Regions from separate parts of the Rattus norvegicus genome. Here region 2 is linked to region 1. A link is a contact called in public Hi-C data. All regions are on one chromosome and are shown on one strand. Each heading gives the region's core, a stretch centred on a gene start, on an enhancer-like site or on the middle of the called end of the contact. The rest is flanking DNA. Distances are from core to core; before and after follow the strand shown. Region 1 holds the start of Eny2 (ENY2, transcription and export complex 2 subunit). Region 2 holds the start of Smg5l1 (Smg5 nonsense mediated mRNA decay factor like 1).

The links. Hi-C and Micro-C count contacts between places; a contact is called where the count stands out from the background.
Region 2: a Hi-C map of liver shows a contact between it and region 1, with 2.5 times the contacts expected there. The contact joins the promoter of Smg5l1 here to the promoter of Eny2 in region 1. A contact is called at or near these places in 4 of 12 Hi-C or Micro-C datasets (the A7r5 cell line, the Rat2 cell line, Schwann cells and 1 more).

Annotation. Positions count from the first base shown.
Region 1 is chr7:77,478,887-77,482,232 of GRCr8, reverse strand. Eny2 (ENY2, transcription and export complex 2 subunit) reads right to left here and starts at 1,394. Exons shown (of 5, transcript NM_001130580.1): 1 at 1,259-1,394. The coding sequence starts at 1,264. It overlaps Nudcd1 (NudC domain containing 1), which reads left to right and starts at 1,658. Exons shown (of 10, transcript NM_001130561.2): 1 at 1,658-1,838. The coding sequence starts at 1,724.
Region 2 is chr7:77,800,221-77,803,712 of GRCr8, reverse strand. Smg5l1 (Smg5 nonsense mediated mRNA decay factor like 1) reads right to left here and starts at 1,492. Exons shown (of 4, transcript NM_001346303.1): 1 at 1,385-1,492. It also overlaps a transcript of Sybu not described here.

The DNA of each region.
Region 1 (3,346 bases), core at 145-2,644:
ATGCATTTTGAGATACATAATATTTAGAAAAGTGTTTCCCTCTAAGTCCTCTCTAGACAATCATCCTAACACATTGAACATTACAATAAGGAAGGGATGATAATTTCAAGTACCTTAGATGGTGTTATTCTTAGTATTATTTCCTGATTCCCAATTCCCATCCCTCATAAGCTCTTTACTGTTTTTTTTTTTAAGGGAATAACACTATCATAATACCATTAAGAACTTATGTACCTAAAACTGAGCAAATTTAACCCCCCAAACTTGCTCTAATGACACAATTCCATTTTACAGATGAGAACACTGAGGCACAGAGACAGAATGTGAAGTCAGGTACTTGGACACTAGGAGTCCCATCTTATTTAACTGTACATTAATAACTGACTACTGTTCATTTCTGCACCCTAACTCATTCAAATTTTGGGAGAGCCATATATAGTATACACACTAATAAAAGACAGCATTACGAAAAGTGAAATAAGATAATGTGATTTACTCATCAATTACAATTTATGGGGAATTACAACTGCTACCCTACCACGAATTTCAAATTAGTCTTTGAGAAATTCTCCATTTTAAATAAAAACGGCCAACCAATGCCAAAATCAGTGTAGGCAGGGAAAAAGCAAGGCTAACTTATGAGAGCATTTTTGCCACTTAAAAGTTTAAGATACAATCAGGTTAAAGTTAATGTTTTCCTACTTAATGTCACTAACTTGAGTACTTTTGTAATTTCCCGTCTTGTCTGTATGAAAACTCAGACTATAAAGAATTTTCAGAGTTGAACTACGCCAAGAGGCGGGTGAACGGAGGGTTAATAACTAGGCAACGCTTTACTTCTGTAGTTGGGGCTTAACATTTTGAAAATAACTGCAAAAGTTTAGACCGTACCATACCAAGAACAGCAAAACTTCGTCTCGTCTTGGCCCCTAAAACCACGGGTAGTGACCTTGGGCAAGTCACTTAATTCCTAAAGGCCTCAGTTTTCTCACTGGTAAAACAAGGGCGCTAGGGAATCCCTCCCAGTTCTGACATTCTTTGGGAAAATGAAACACGCCGGAGACAGCTGGAGAGGCGGGAGGGGAGGAGCCAGAAAACAAAGCGAAGACTGGCTCCAGGCCAACTCCAGCAGCACGCCCTGTCGGAGAGCCCTACAGGCCCGCGAGCGCGGGTCGGGGAAGCTAACGAAAGACAGCACATCGAAAGGAGCCTGGGCTGGGCCCGGGTCCCGGCCCTGAGGACCACGGGCATAGCTCACCACCATCACCGCGGGCGAGGGCCGTCCCTTCCCAGCGACGAAATGACCCTTGCGCTGACGACCGTTACCTACCACACTCTTCAGCTGCCCGGACTTAGACCCTCAGTAGCTCGGGCACCTAAGCACACAGAAAGCTAGACCACGCATTTCCGGGGCGGGATCTGGCCACCCTGCCTATAATGTGAGAATTCAACTAGCGCGGGCCGCCTTCTGGTCGCTCGGCCCTCTGGGTAGGGAAGTCCAGAGTCTGCTAAGTGGCGAGTGTTCGGTTGTCAGAACACTACATTCCCCAGCATGCAACGGAGTCAGCTTTCTCACGGACACTACATTTCCCAGAAAAGATGTGGCGCCGCAGAGTCCTCTGGGATGGGAACCACGCCGCTCTCCCAGCCTCAGTTCCAGGAGTGAAGCGCGAACCTTTCAACAAGAGCTTTATTGATTCTCTTGCTTGGATCCGGCAACGCGATGGAGGCGGCTAATTGCTCCCTGCGGGTGAAAAGACCCCTGCTGGATCCCCGCTTCGAGGGCTACAAGCTATCGCTCGAGCCTCTGCCCTGCTACCAGCTGGAGCTTGATGCAGGTGGGATCGGCGGCACCCTCTCGCACCGGGTTCCTTCTCGTTTAGGCTGCCATTGGCGCAACCCTCTGTCACTCCGGCTAGCCAGTCACGTCCTGTCGGTCTGCACCTAGAGCGGCCGTCCACGCGGGGACCCCAGGATGCCCCCATTTCTTTCCGCGCTTTAGCAGCGGGACTGTGGACTGGCCTAGGCATCTGTAGCTCAGGCTTAGATGTTTTCTGCCCATACATCTCTGGCCCTTGCTACGAAGGTTCAGGTTGTCCTTCCCTCCCAAACCACCTTTTGTAAACGTGTCCGCTGAGAAGCCACACCTCCTTGGAAAATCCCCAACTACCTTTTTTTTTCTTCTGACGCAGAAACATTTCTTGGAGAGAAAATTTTCCACATTCAGTTAGCAGTTTTAAGTATCCTGATACATAGAACAACGCCACAATTTATCGAGGGAAAGTGATTTAGTGCGCTTACTGCTCTTGCTTATTTATTTGTAACTTTCTAGAGGCTATTCGCCTTTTTACAACGTTAAGAATTGTAGTTTTGTTAACCAAAGTGTCCAGAGATTCGTGTTTTTAAATACAGCCCTCTGTAGATTCTGATTTTGATACACGTTTTCCATGGGTTGCACTTTGAGAAATAGTGATCTAGAGGTGTTAGTCAATAATGTATTAAGCATTCCCTATGTATCTATCTGTGTATCTTTTCTATAGATACAAAGGAGTCTGCATCCTTGACTGTCCTGGCACTTGCTGTGTAGTCCCGACTGGCCCAGAACTAACAGATGTCCTCTGTGCTGGGATTAAAGGCATATACCACCAAGCAGCCCAACAAATGCTTGTTTTTCTAAGTTTGTTTCTTAAGTATAGAAGTAATTATTGTGGGCCTGTTTTGTGTTTTCTTCACGATGATTAGGTGATTGGCACAATCATGAGTGCCTAACATATCATAATTCATTCAGGAATAAACATCTATTACAGTATGGGCAGGTAGGAACATGACCAAGTGTAAATGGTCTAACGGAGTATGCTTTCTCAAATTGTCTGGAGATCTGGTAAAGCTTCCAGGAGGAGTTGATGACTGAGTTGAGTTGTGAAGGATAGGCTGGTAACTGATGGCTGGTATAAGAGGAGAGGAGCTTCCAGGAGAGGAGCTTCCTTCTTTTTCCTCTTGGCATTTTTGTTGCTTTTGTTTCTGTCAATAAATGACCCCGCCATGTTCAGTTGGCCAAGTCATTGGAAATAAAACACAAAGGACCAAACCCTAATGGGCCAAACCAGAAGGTACTCACAAATGTGCAGGTCAGCAGGTCTTCCTCACTGCTTATTCATGTGTCTTTGCTCAGGTACGGGCCGGTCGAGGCAGGTCTAGTCATCCTGATTCCACCATCTACACCATTTGCTGGCTCTTTGCTTGCTCCAGCATTTGTCAGATGATCTTGACTTGAGTCTTCCACAGGCTGCTTGCAGGAAGTCAAGTCACAGTGCACATGCTGTTTCAGTGGCTTTAAAACAAATTT
Region 2 (3,492 bases), core at 243-2,742, 320 kb before region 1:
AGGTCACAAGATGACAGCAGTGAAGGAAACTGGTTGATAACAATGGCACAGCAGGTTTTGAGAATAAAAGCAGCAATCAGGATTGCCCTCAGTCCTACCTCTGTAGAGGTGTACTTGTACTGTTCTCTCCGGAAAGCACCTCCATGCTCCCACCTCCTTCCTTATTCCCCCAAGGCCTGCAAACAGCTCCCTAACTTCCCCCGCCCCCGGCTCCTGCAACAGCTGTCATAGCAGTTCGCCACTAGGGGCGCTCCGTTCTGTTTTGCAAGAACCCTCTTGTCTTTTGAGTAGAAATTTCAAAATCAGCTCCTCCCCCCATCTTCTGGCAGGGGGGAAAAAAAGGCAGAATTATTTTTAAAACGGTGTTTACTAGAAAGTGAATGGTGGGAAAAGTACAAAGTCAAATACATAAATTATATCATGGAAATCAAACCCTTAATGTAAATCAGATCTAGTTATACACCTGCTTCCCGAAAAGATATTATAATGCCTTTTCTAAACCTGGACTAAAGTGGGTGCCAAACCAATCCTCAGAGCTTCTAGACGAAGTACCTGAGAGATGTGAGCAGTATCTGGGCCTTCTTCCCTCATCTCCTTTCTAGGAAGTTTTGCTGCTGGGTCAGAGGACTCTCCACTGCCCTTCTTATACCTTCACTCAGGTTCTTCCCCCTTGGGCCCAGAATTCAACATCTGGATTAAGGCCTTCCGGTGCCTACCTCACAGACGACTTCCTGTGCCCTTTCAGTGCATCTTTGAGGCCCACGGATTGTCTAGTCATCGGAGGCAGTTCATTAGGGAAATGGCCAGACTCGGCCTTCTCCCACCTGGATGCTCGTTTTCCACTCATCCGTCCCAGGCATCTAATTTTCAGTCATTTTAATCCATTTTCCCAATCCCTGTACAGCTGTTTGCCCCACTCTGTGTTGCCACTTTGTTTAATACAGTCACCATTTCTATGTTTTGGCTAGTTTCTTACAAATGGACAAAAGGCTACAGACATCCGATATCATGATATGAGAAACTACCTCACATCCGATTCCCCATTAGATAAACAGAAAAATACATCCTTCATGCCTCAAAGTCCCCAGGCCCAAACCTCTGCCCCTTCACCTGGACTTCATTTAATTTCTCTCCCTCACTCAGAAGCATCTCTAACTGAAAACTCATTTGCAGAACCCAGATAATTGGCACATTCCAAATCCAATGAACGTTCATGCCACACTGCCTCAGGTTACCCACTCCCCTCTGCCCCAAGTACTCTCTGGGCCCCCTCCTCAGGAAGTGATCTTGCATAATCCTAGCCATCCCAGTTTACAGCATCTAAATACCTTAACCATAGCTTAACAATAACACACATACAATAAGAGGAGGGTGGATCACTCACACAAGCTCTTACAGGAAAACAGGCAGCTCTCTCCCTGGTAAGAAAAATATGGGTCTCCACCCCACCACAAAAAAAAATCCCAGGATGCCCCAGAATGCAGTTTCTTTTCTTCATGACGTGTTGTAAAGCACGTCAGCTGCTCCTTGTTGCTGTGCAGATCACCCAACATCGGGTCACCGAGAGACGGCAGCGCTTGCTCGCACAGCTGATAGGATTAGGAGCCCGTGCTTTGTCGGCCCTGATTGAGTCCAAGACAGCCCCGGCATACGGCATACACAGGTGAGAAACGAGGGAAAGGGCATGTGTAGGACTATGATTGTATGCTGCAAATGCTTCTCTCTGGCAGTGAATCTGTATTGTCTTTTCTATGAAGTTTTCAGTCTGGGGGAAGTAGGGTCTCCCTGTCAATAAAAACCTGTCCTTTATCATTCATCTGACTTCAGCAGTTGGTTACTTACAGGTCACAAATGTTTTTGTAGGACTTGTATCAGATTGTATTATGTGAAAGGTCTCTGACAATGTACCACTCTTTGCATATAAAAAGTATAGATCGTTTCATGACAAATTTCACCAAAAAAAAAAAAATTCCTAGATTTCGGAACTAAGTACACAGACTTTGCTTTTCTTCCAATCCCTAACACTTTATCTTTTATATTTCTTGCGAGGGTTAGGCATGTATATTATTTAAAATCTCTAAGGGTTCAAGATTTCCAAAGCAATCTCTGTTTTCTAAAAATCCAGGAAACACTTTTTTTTTCAAGAAAATAATGCCACAAAATTACAAACCAAGACAATAAAAGTACTTAATTATAAAATTGAAGTGCTGCGTAATAACAGACAGATAAAAGATGAATATCTTAAGCTACATTAGCTTATGTCTTTTTGATGCTATGATCCAAATGTTGCATTTCCCCTAATGACATGAGAAACACTGAATGGATTAAAGGCAACATAGAAAAATGATTATTTGAAAAGCTCGACTTTTAGAACAGCAGAGAAGCAGGCTTGGGTTCCGAAAGTACAGAGCTAAGAGGCCTCTGAACAGTAAACCATCAGCCTTTCCCTCGGTAAGGTTGCTATGGTGACAGCAAGGCTACTGCACAGCCTCTCCGTGTCTGCCCTTCTGCAGTAAAAAGCTTTCCCTAAACACATGTTGGATTTCTTGGGCACACACCCCATCGTTAAATACAAGGACAGCTTTATCTGAGTCATTTTGCTAAACACGAGTTGTACATATGTTTTTCATCTTGTACCAGTGGGCCCTATATGGGTTTGTGGAATTCATTAATTTGGCGACTATGCATTGATGCTACTGTGTGGAAGGAATTGTGCCAGGCAGTACCTACAATCCACAATGAAGACAAGTGAGAGGGATGTTCTGAAGTAGGATCATAAAAGCTCTCCTAGGACAACCACAGGTGTCCTGCAGGGATCTGGGAGGTTTCCTGAAAGAAGCTGTCTAAAATTAAACTTGTTCTCTTTCAGAAAGGAGGATGGGTGGGTAGAGTGTGAGAAATGTAAACAGGGTATCAGCATTGTGCAGAAGTCTAGAGGGAAAAAAACATGAAGTCTCCAGAGAACTAAAGAGTACAGTTTGCACAACAGCCATGTGTGTATGGAGAGAGAGCAGCAGCCTGAGGGATGTGGGGTGGGCAGGGAACACCTGTAGAGAAGCAGGAGCAAATGCAGCAGTCAGATCTTGAAAAGGCTAGGTGCCATCTTGGGAGGTTTCAATACTACCTGCAGGAAGCAGGGAGGTATTAAGGAGTTTAGTGGAGAAGCCTGGTTTGACTTAGCTTTGCTTAACAGAGGGCTGAAGATCAGCTCAGTGGTCACTTTCTTGGCAGAGTACTTCCTTAACGAGCACAAGACCCTCCCTCTCCATCTCTTGCACTATCACAAACAAAATGACATCAAAACAATCAGAAAAAACAAAAAACCAAAAAAAAAGAAAACCAAAAAAAAAAAAAAAAAAGATAAAATCAAGTAAGGCCGTGAGCAATTTGTCTTCTATAAAGTTTTTTTTTTTTTTTTTAAAAAGCAAACCTTGTCATACTGGCAAAAGAAAGAAAGAAAGGAAGAAAGAGAGAAAAAGAAAGAAAAGAAAG